Regions from separate parts of the Zea mays genome. Here all the other regions are linked to region 1. The links are chromatin contacts, called in public Hi-C maps. All regions are on one chromosome and are shown on one strand. The core of a region is the stretch at or near the end of the contact, and the rest is flanking DNA. Distances in the headings are between cores, read along the strand shown.

The links. A called contact is a pair of places that touch in the nucleus more often than the background predicts.
Region 2: a contact with region 1 is called in a Hi-C map of leaf, with 8 times the contacts expected there. The contact joins the promoter of LOC103650913 here to the promoter of LOC100275396 in region 1. A contact is called at or near these places in 2 of 25 Hi-C or Micro-C datasets (ear and leaf).
Region 3: a Hi-C map of ear shows a contact between it and region 1, with 1.8 times the contacts expected there. The contact joins the enhancer-like site here to the promoter of LOC100275396 in region 1. A contact is called at or near these places in 3 of 25 Hi-C or Micro-C datasets (ear, leaf and an unstated tissue).

The regions. Positions count from the first base shown.
Region 1 is chr3:175,181,369-175,184,027 of Zm-B73-REFERENCE-NAM-5.0, forward strand. LOC100275396 reads left to right here and starts at 1,370. Exons shown (of 2, transcript NM_001320082.1): 1 at 1,370-2,101. The coding sequence starts at 1,508.
Region 2 is chr3:175,412,632-175,415,290 of Zm-B73-REFERENCE-NAM-5.0, forward strand. LOC103650913 (U-box domain-containing protein 4) reads right to left here and starts at 1,334. Exons shown (of 5, transcript XM_008676506.4): 1 at 918-1,334; 2 at 1-198. The coding sequence starts at 194.
Region 3 is chr3:175,343,866-175,346,524 of Zm-B73-REFERENCE-NAM-5.0, forward strand. No RefSeq gene overlaps it. Among protein-coding and RNA genes, the nearest start is that of LOC109944867, 15 kb to the right of the region's middle. Within about 2 kb of position 1,321, at least 2 of the 20 cell types and tissues checked have an H3K27ac peak or open chromatin away from gene starts, as enhancers often do.

The sequences.
Region 1 (2,659 bases), core at 120-2,619:
CAGCGTGAACAGTACGGGAGTACTGTTCATCTATTTATAGGCACGAGACGCAGCCCGTGTAAAATTACATTAATGCCCTTTACTTTTATCAATAACTCTATAGTAATTCTTCGAGGTCTAATTTGGCTTTTCATCTTTAAGTTGGTTCCCTTTTTCTGCTGTCATGCCGAAGCTTTTCTGCATATAGCTTCGTGATCGTCTCAACCTTCGTCATGATCGCCTTCCATCCCAGTCAAGCTTCGTCTTGACCATGCTCTTGTTTACCCGTAACCTGATTCCGAAGATGTCTACTCGCATACTTGGAAAACATTGTCAAATCATGTTTTTGAGGACCTTCGGAAGCCGAAGGCTCCCTACAGCCAGCTAATGAACAAATTATTAGATGTGAAGTAGCTAACAATTAGCTTGAGAATATTTGGAACCCAACAACTAATTTTTAATATCTAACTATTAGTTCTAGAGGTTCCATACATAACCTTATGTAATGTTTCAATATAGTAGAGTTAATAGTTAGCTACTAAAATTAGTTAAAACATATAAAATAGCTAATTATTTGTTAGAGCAACTTGTTGGCAATAATCTCGACATGAGAAGTCCGATTTAGAAATTCGAGGCTACATATAGAATCCAATAGGCTCTTCTCGTTTTTCATTTTTCCTTCAACGCTATTTCGGTGTTCTTGCTTGGCATGCCTGTTTCGCGCACGTGCCTTCACTCCCGCCGCCACAAGACCACACCTGCTGGAGGCCGAAGATTTTTTTTTCTTGTGTTTTTCCTACCATCACGTCATGTAGCTCGCCTCTGAGTACCATGAACACCGCTGAGCAACAGGAGATCATATGCTAGCCTCAAATTATCCAGACGTCTGCTAATGCGTGCTTTCCGGCTAGTGGACATAGGCTATCCCTGCTTGCTTTGTTCGGCGACCAGCAACAGCATCAGCTAGCAACAAAATGTTGGGCGGCGCCGGAGGCAGCATCGACCGGCAAGAAAAAAAATCATGCGTGGTGCTGAAAGCCTCTACAATCTAAAGAATACTATTGACGTGGCATTTTTTTTAATATGGAGACTCTGAATTTTAGAGTGTTGGAGTAGCCAACTCTTTTATGCGTGAAATCTGGCTAATCTAGCTAATTCTTTTAACTAATCTCTTGTAGATGCTCTAGCTAATTCCTATAGCAATTTTTAGTTAACTATTAGCTTAGTACATTTAAACACCGTTAAGATGAAATAAGTAACTATAAAATTGGCCCGTTTACTGACGACCACTGAATCACCGATGATGCACTATATTGAGATGACTCGTGGCATTACACGAATCGAATTCCCTCCGAACGCTGAACTCCAAGCAACCGCAAAATAACCACCGTTTCCTTGCAGCCCGCGAATCTTCGTCTCCCTTCCCCACCCGACACGGCACACCACTCTCCCTCCCTCCTTCCCTTCCCCTCCCCTCCCTTTTTTCCCTCCGAATCCCGCTCGCGAACCCTAGCCAGCCTTCCGCGAGATGGACGACGACTGGGAGCTCCTCCTCGCGTCCCCCAAGGCGGCCTCGGCGGCCGAGCCGTACGCCGGAGGCGGGGAGGACGACGCCGGCGCCATCAAGCACGACTACTTCGACCTCGGCTCCGACGCCAAGTACCCCCGGAGGGCGTCGCTGTCTACGGGGGACGAGGAGGAGGGCGCGGAGGAGGGGCTTCTCAGGGCGTCGGACAACGCGAGCTGGGTGGAGCCGGACCCTGACGACCTTCTCTTCCCCGGCCGCGACCGCGCGGCGCTATGGTCGGACTCGTCCTCCGACGGGGAGAGGCCCGAGGTCGAGGCCACCGATCCCGTGGGGCGGGCCAGGGAGGAGGGCGGGGTGATGGCGGCCGCGGCTGATGGGGTGGAGGGGGCCGTGGCGAAGGGAGGAGAACACGTCCGGTGGTGGAAGCTGCCGCTCGACGCGCTGCGTGTTTGGGCGATGCGCGCGGCGAGGAGCGCCTGTTCGGTGCCGTTCGCCGTCGCGCTGCTCGGATTCGCTGTGCTCGGGCGCCGGCTGTACAGGATGCGCCGCCAGAGCAAAGCCGCCGCGCGCGTCCGCCTCGTATTCGACGAAAAGGTGACGCCTTTCCATCCTCTTCCCTTCCCTGCCTCTGACTTTGTGGAATTTGCCTTCTACACACGCCGGTTTTTCCTGAGTCGCTTGTAGAAACTGATACATACTGAGCTTACCCGTAAGGCCAGCTCCAACAATGCCCCCATAACTCCCCCACCCTAGGTAGGGTGCGTTTTGGGGTGAAAATCCCCTCCAACGATGCTCCCACAGCTCACCCAATACCCCATATGGGGGAGAGAGGCAGCTCCCTATATAAAATGGGGTGAGTTCAATCTCCCCCATACTTTAATTACCCCATTTCTTTGTGATATTAACCTTTTTTAAGTATCATAACCTGATAATAATGTGTATTATAGTAGTACAAATAGTCTATGATTTTTTGAAATTTTGAAAACTGATAAAAATGTTAAATAACTGAATTATAGTATATAGGGAGTTGGATATAGTGAATGGTTGGAAATGTCCTGGATATGGGGGAATATTTTATGGGGTAACATAGTAAAGTATAATAGAAAGTACAGATAGGCGGGGAAATGTGGGAAGAATGGTTGAAGATGGTCT
Region 2 (2,659 bases), core at 84-2,583, 230 kb after region 1:
AGTCCCTCAAGCATCCTATCATCTAGACTAATCTGGGGGATAACTTCATCCAGGACCAGCTTCAAAAGACCCAGGATTTCATTGATCTTCCGGCAGTATCTCTTAACTAGCTCAGTTTCTACCACACTGCTGGTAGACAGCGTGCGGAAGTTTGAAATACTGCTGATTACTGACATTGGCACTGACTCCTCCATTGACCTGTATGAAGATTGAAGACTCTATTTTAGCTGTAGAACTTACCAAAGCCAAAAAAAAAAAACAAATTGTGGTACAGCTTAAAGAAATTTCAGACGCCATTTATGGGTCTTACTCCACTTAAGGAAACATAGACAGTCAAATATACAAGCACATCCCATAAAGTGATCGCCAGTATAGCCTATCGAATGTATTTGACCTTAAATCGCGCATACAGAGTACTTTCGTTCCTATCTCTTGGAATGTGGAAACTTGGGCATGAGAACAACGAATTATCATACTCAACGCATGCAAAAGCTGACGATCAGAAACTCCACTTAGCCCAAAGAGTACTCTTCCCATAGTAAGCTCACTAAATCCAATTACCCCCTAAGCCTTAAATCTGTCGTAATCACAGGGCCTCTAGCCGAGCGGAAACACAGGATCACCTGAAACACCTACTGCTACTCCCGATCCCAACCTCAGAGCGCGCCGTGCGTGCACGTGTGCGAGGTTTACGCACCTTGCGCACCAAATCAAGCTCCCACCCCCCCTGTAATCGCAGCACTTGAACAAGCACCTAAATCACAAATGCTGAAGGAACTGCACGGGACGATGCCAAAGCCCAAAGCAATCAAACGCGCGTGATGATGATTACGATACACGGGAGCCGAGAAACGCTACAAGCGAAGAAAGCAAGTCATTCCAGCGAGGAGAGAGAGAGAGAGAGGCGGGCTTTGTACCTCCGGGAACTACAATGGCGGTCGCCGCCGTGAGCTCCACGCGGGTCGCGAGGCTGAGACGCCGAGGCGAGGACGAAGACCGTGGGGCCTGAGGGTGCCTAGAGGAGTGTGAACACGAGGGGGAGGCGGCAGCGACCAGCGCGACGAAGGGGAGAGGACGGACGGAGTGGTTGAAAGTGGAGCTGGATGGTGCAAGTCCGTGGTGGTCCGGGTGCTTTCTTTTACTGACTGGTGGGGCCAACTGGAGGGGAATGGCGGGTCTCCGCTAGACCCGATGCACCGACGCCCATAAGGTCCGTCTGCAACTGCTCCCAGAGTCCCGTGGGCCCCGCAGCTGATCGCTGATTCCCGGCGCTGCTGGGTTTGCTTGTACCAGACTGCACGGACTGGGAGGCGGGGCGCGGTTTTTTTTTCTCTTGGAGTGGGCCCCACATGGCGTGTTTTTTATTCGCCACTCCGCGTGTACGGACGGACTGGTGTTCTTACTGGCTCACGGTCAAGGGAGCCGTGAAGGAGAATAACGCCAGACCAACTCCAGCAAAGCACACCTCCGTATCCGTATTTGGCACGTAGTTGCGTGCCGAGTTTGGAGTTACGTGTTCAAATAATGCATAACATCATTTATACAAAAAATATTCTTATTACAATAATATGTTTGATAATATAAGAACAGATTACGTACATATCTACTTTAAAATATTAAATTTGTTCTAACAATTCAATTATCCATTTTCATCCCTACACCCAATAGTAATCCAGAGATTAAAACAACGTACAGAACAATGACAGTATCCATTTTCATCCCTACACCCAATAGTAATCCAAAGATTAAAACAACGTACAGAACAATGACCGAATGCAACCTACTTTTTGAAAAGAGACTAACTGGAACCACAAATGTATCGGAAACCGGTGTTTTTGTCCTCGTCCTACAGTCTAATTGTGAGTTTATCTTCTTTTTTTTCTAACTTCATAATTTTGTCCTGGCTATTTTAGAAGAAGCAACCCACACACCCCTGATTCGGATGTATGTTAAATAAGCATAGAACAAATGAATTAAGAAAACTGTAAAAATGAAGGGAAAACAACCAGATTGCCCTTTATCAAACTTATTATAGATGCAAGGTTGAGTAAGTTACCAATAACACCAACCAGACTAGCAAGTAGCAACCTTTGTCAGAGTCAACAATGGTGAATACAAAAGGCAAAACCCCAAAAGTCTTCTTCCTAATTCCTGCTAGCTTTCAGAACAGAGAAAAATTATAAATCATACCAGCACGGCTGCTCCATCTTCAATTGTGTTCTTAACTGATCTTAGACCATCACGGACAGCATCCTTGGTTTGTGCAATGGTATGGTCATTAGGTCCTGAATATGTCAAACGATAATCAATTCACAGCTCAATTAGGGTGTCAGAGAAGACGATGTTGTTTCTTAAGAATAAACAACCTTTAATTAGTATAGTACAAGAGTGAGGATTTTTCACATTCTCCACAAATGTGTACTTTTCTTCTCCAAGAACATGATCATAGACAAGACCAGCCCAACCAAGACAACGTTCAGTCAAGTCATCAACTGAATTGACTGCTTCACCACCACATGCTAGCACAAGCCTCTCCATATTTCTCCTCTTTGCTCTTCGAAGAGCAATGATCTGTAAATCATTTCAGGCCGCACACCTAAAATAGTAAAATACTAACATGGATTTAACAAACAGATCATGCTATTAATAAGCTTTCATG
Region 3 (2,659 bases), core at 71-2,570, 160 kb after region 1:
AGATCGACCTCGTTCCTGGCTGGACTGGCTTCCATGGTCGGAATATTGCTATAGTACATCCTTCCACTCAGCGCTGCAGACTACACCATTCAAATTGGTATACGGACGTGAGCCTCCGGCACTGGTACCATACCAACAGGGCACGACGCAATCCCAAACCGTGGAAGACCTGCTACAAGACCGAGACAATTTCCTGGCAGAGGTGCGGGACCGTCTTCTTCAAGCACAGCAGCATGCCAAGCGTTGGTATGACAACCATCACCGAGAAGTGACTTTTGAGGTAGGAGACTGGGTCTGGCTTCGACTCCTACATAGGCCAATGCGCTCCCTGGTTGACAAAGCACACAGCAAGCTGGCACCAAAGTATGCAGGTCCTTTCCAAGTTCTGGAACGAGTCGGGTTAGTAGCCTACAGACTTCAGCTCCCAGCCGGCGCTCGTTTTTTTCGAACACGCAGGAGAGCTGCGTATCATTGAATTTAGAAGAAGGGTCTAAAATTAGACCAAATACAAACACAACAGAAAAAAGAAATAAAGAAGAAAAAAAAGAAGAAAGAAAGAAAAATAAACAAGGCCTACTGGACTCTCTACTAGAGCCCTACAAGACACCTGGAATGGGAGCTCGTTTACATGATGTTTTTCATGTGGGACTCTTAAAGGCATTTCACGGCACTCCGCCAACAGAGATTCCACAATTGCCCCCAACAGCACAGGGGCACTTATTGCCAGTACCAGACAAGGTCCTACAGGCCAGTCTTCGGCGAGGCATTTGGCATGTTATCGTCCAGTGGGGAGGCATGACTACCGAGCAGGCTACATGGGAACCACTGCAGAAGTTCAAGGACCAGTACCCAGATCATCAGCTCGAGGACGAGTTGTTCTTGAAGGCGGGGAGAGATGTTATGGTCGGGTAGACATACAAGAGAAGGGATAAGGATGGCGAGTCCTAGGCCGCCTGAAGGGATAAGTCTGCTATAGGGGAGTTTGTTAAGATAGGGATTCAAGCTGTTTAGATTAGCCTATTTGTTAGGAGATTTCAGTTGGTTCAAGCTGTTTAGATCAGCCTATTTGTTAGGAGATTTCAGTTGGCTATAGGCCTATATAAGTAGGACTTTTGTAATCTGCCAGATAGGCAAGAAGTAATAAAGATATTATTGCTCCCTGCCCCTTGTTCACCTACCAGCCTCTCCTCTCGGGCAGCCACGGCGCCTGGACCATCTTCCAGGCGACGAGCCACCACGCCCCGCCCTCCAGTTTCCCACCAATACAACCTGCGCAGTACCGCCTGTACCACACTGGCACTTGACAATAGCCACGAGGAGACTTGACTCGAAGATGACGGGATTGGCGGGATTCTGCCAGTTGCCAGCTGTTGGCATCCACAAATCGATTTGCAAACGAAACTCTGTACCTTTTGCGGACGAGCGAGTTTTTTGCCCTGAAAGGCCTTCGATGGTTAAGCTGCACCCTTTGCTGCCGAGGAAGCAGGTGCTGGAACAGACAAAACAACGTCATGGAGGTAGCCCGGACTGGTACCATGCCACCGATCAAACTTGGTCCTACCTTAAGGGGTCGACGCCTTTGGTGGGCCAGCGTCTACGGTGGGGACTGAGGTGGTCGCCAATCCCAGGACAGGAGGTCGGTGCAGGGCTGGGAAAGGTGGTCGCTGGCGTCGGAGTGTCCGCTGGTCGTTGGCTGAGGGGAAACGAGGCGTCGGGGAGAGGTGGGTGGGTGGGAGGGAGGGAGAGGTGGTTAGTTGTATGCTCTCTTACACTGATAGCTTCTTCACGAGTGTTGCGTAGATCAATTAGGATTTTTCCCAGCAGTATGCAACATGGAACATAAATACAACTAGCATTTCAATGCCTCCAATAAAAACTTGTAAACAATAACTATCCAACTTCTTTTGTCTGACAACACATCAAACTAACCAGGACTTAAATAGTTGCACATAATAAGCATTTTGCACCTGACATATATGATCATGGATGGAATGTCTGTTTTAACCTCTTTTATGAAATGTCTTTTTAGCTTCTGGACTCTTGAAATCTATTATAATTCATTCGTGGTCCTATTTTTGGCTTTGTACAGATTGGCACACATGTGTCCATTGCAGAGGACGTTCTGATTATCAGTGCCTGTGCTGTCCATTTTACTCGGTTTGCTCTGCCTGCCTTGGAAAACTAGAATTTGTGCAACTGAGAAAGCAAAATAAGGGATTCTGCAGCAGCTGCTTGAACCTGGCTATTGCGATTGAGAAGGATGATCCTCATGTGGTAACTGCATGCATATACCCAACTTCTGTTATGAATCATGATATTGTTCTCAAATGCATTGGAGGCTGGATGCCAGTCCATTAAAGAAGAAAAAAAATCCATGTATAATCCACACAGTAAGACATATGTCTGACACCCATGGCTCTCCTGCATTTACTGCTCATTACGTCTCTCAAGCATTTCTCTATTCTTAAATTATTGACGGGTTGTACTGAATGGTGTAGGAGCTCATACACAATGTCATCAAACAAGCTTTACGTCATCTTATTTTTCATCTTACTTGCCGGCTTCTCTTGCTCATGGACAAACCACAACCTGTAAGGTAGTAACAGCTAGCTAGGTGTAGCATGAGCATATATATGGAATCCCCCCCCCCCCCCCCTGT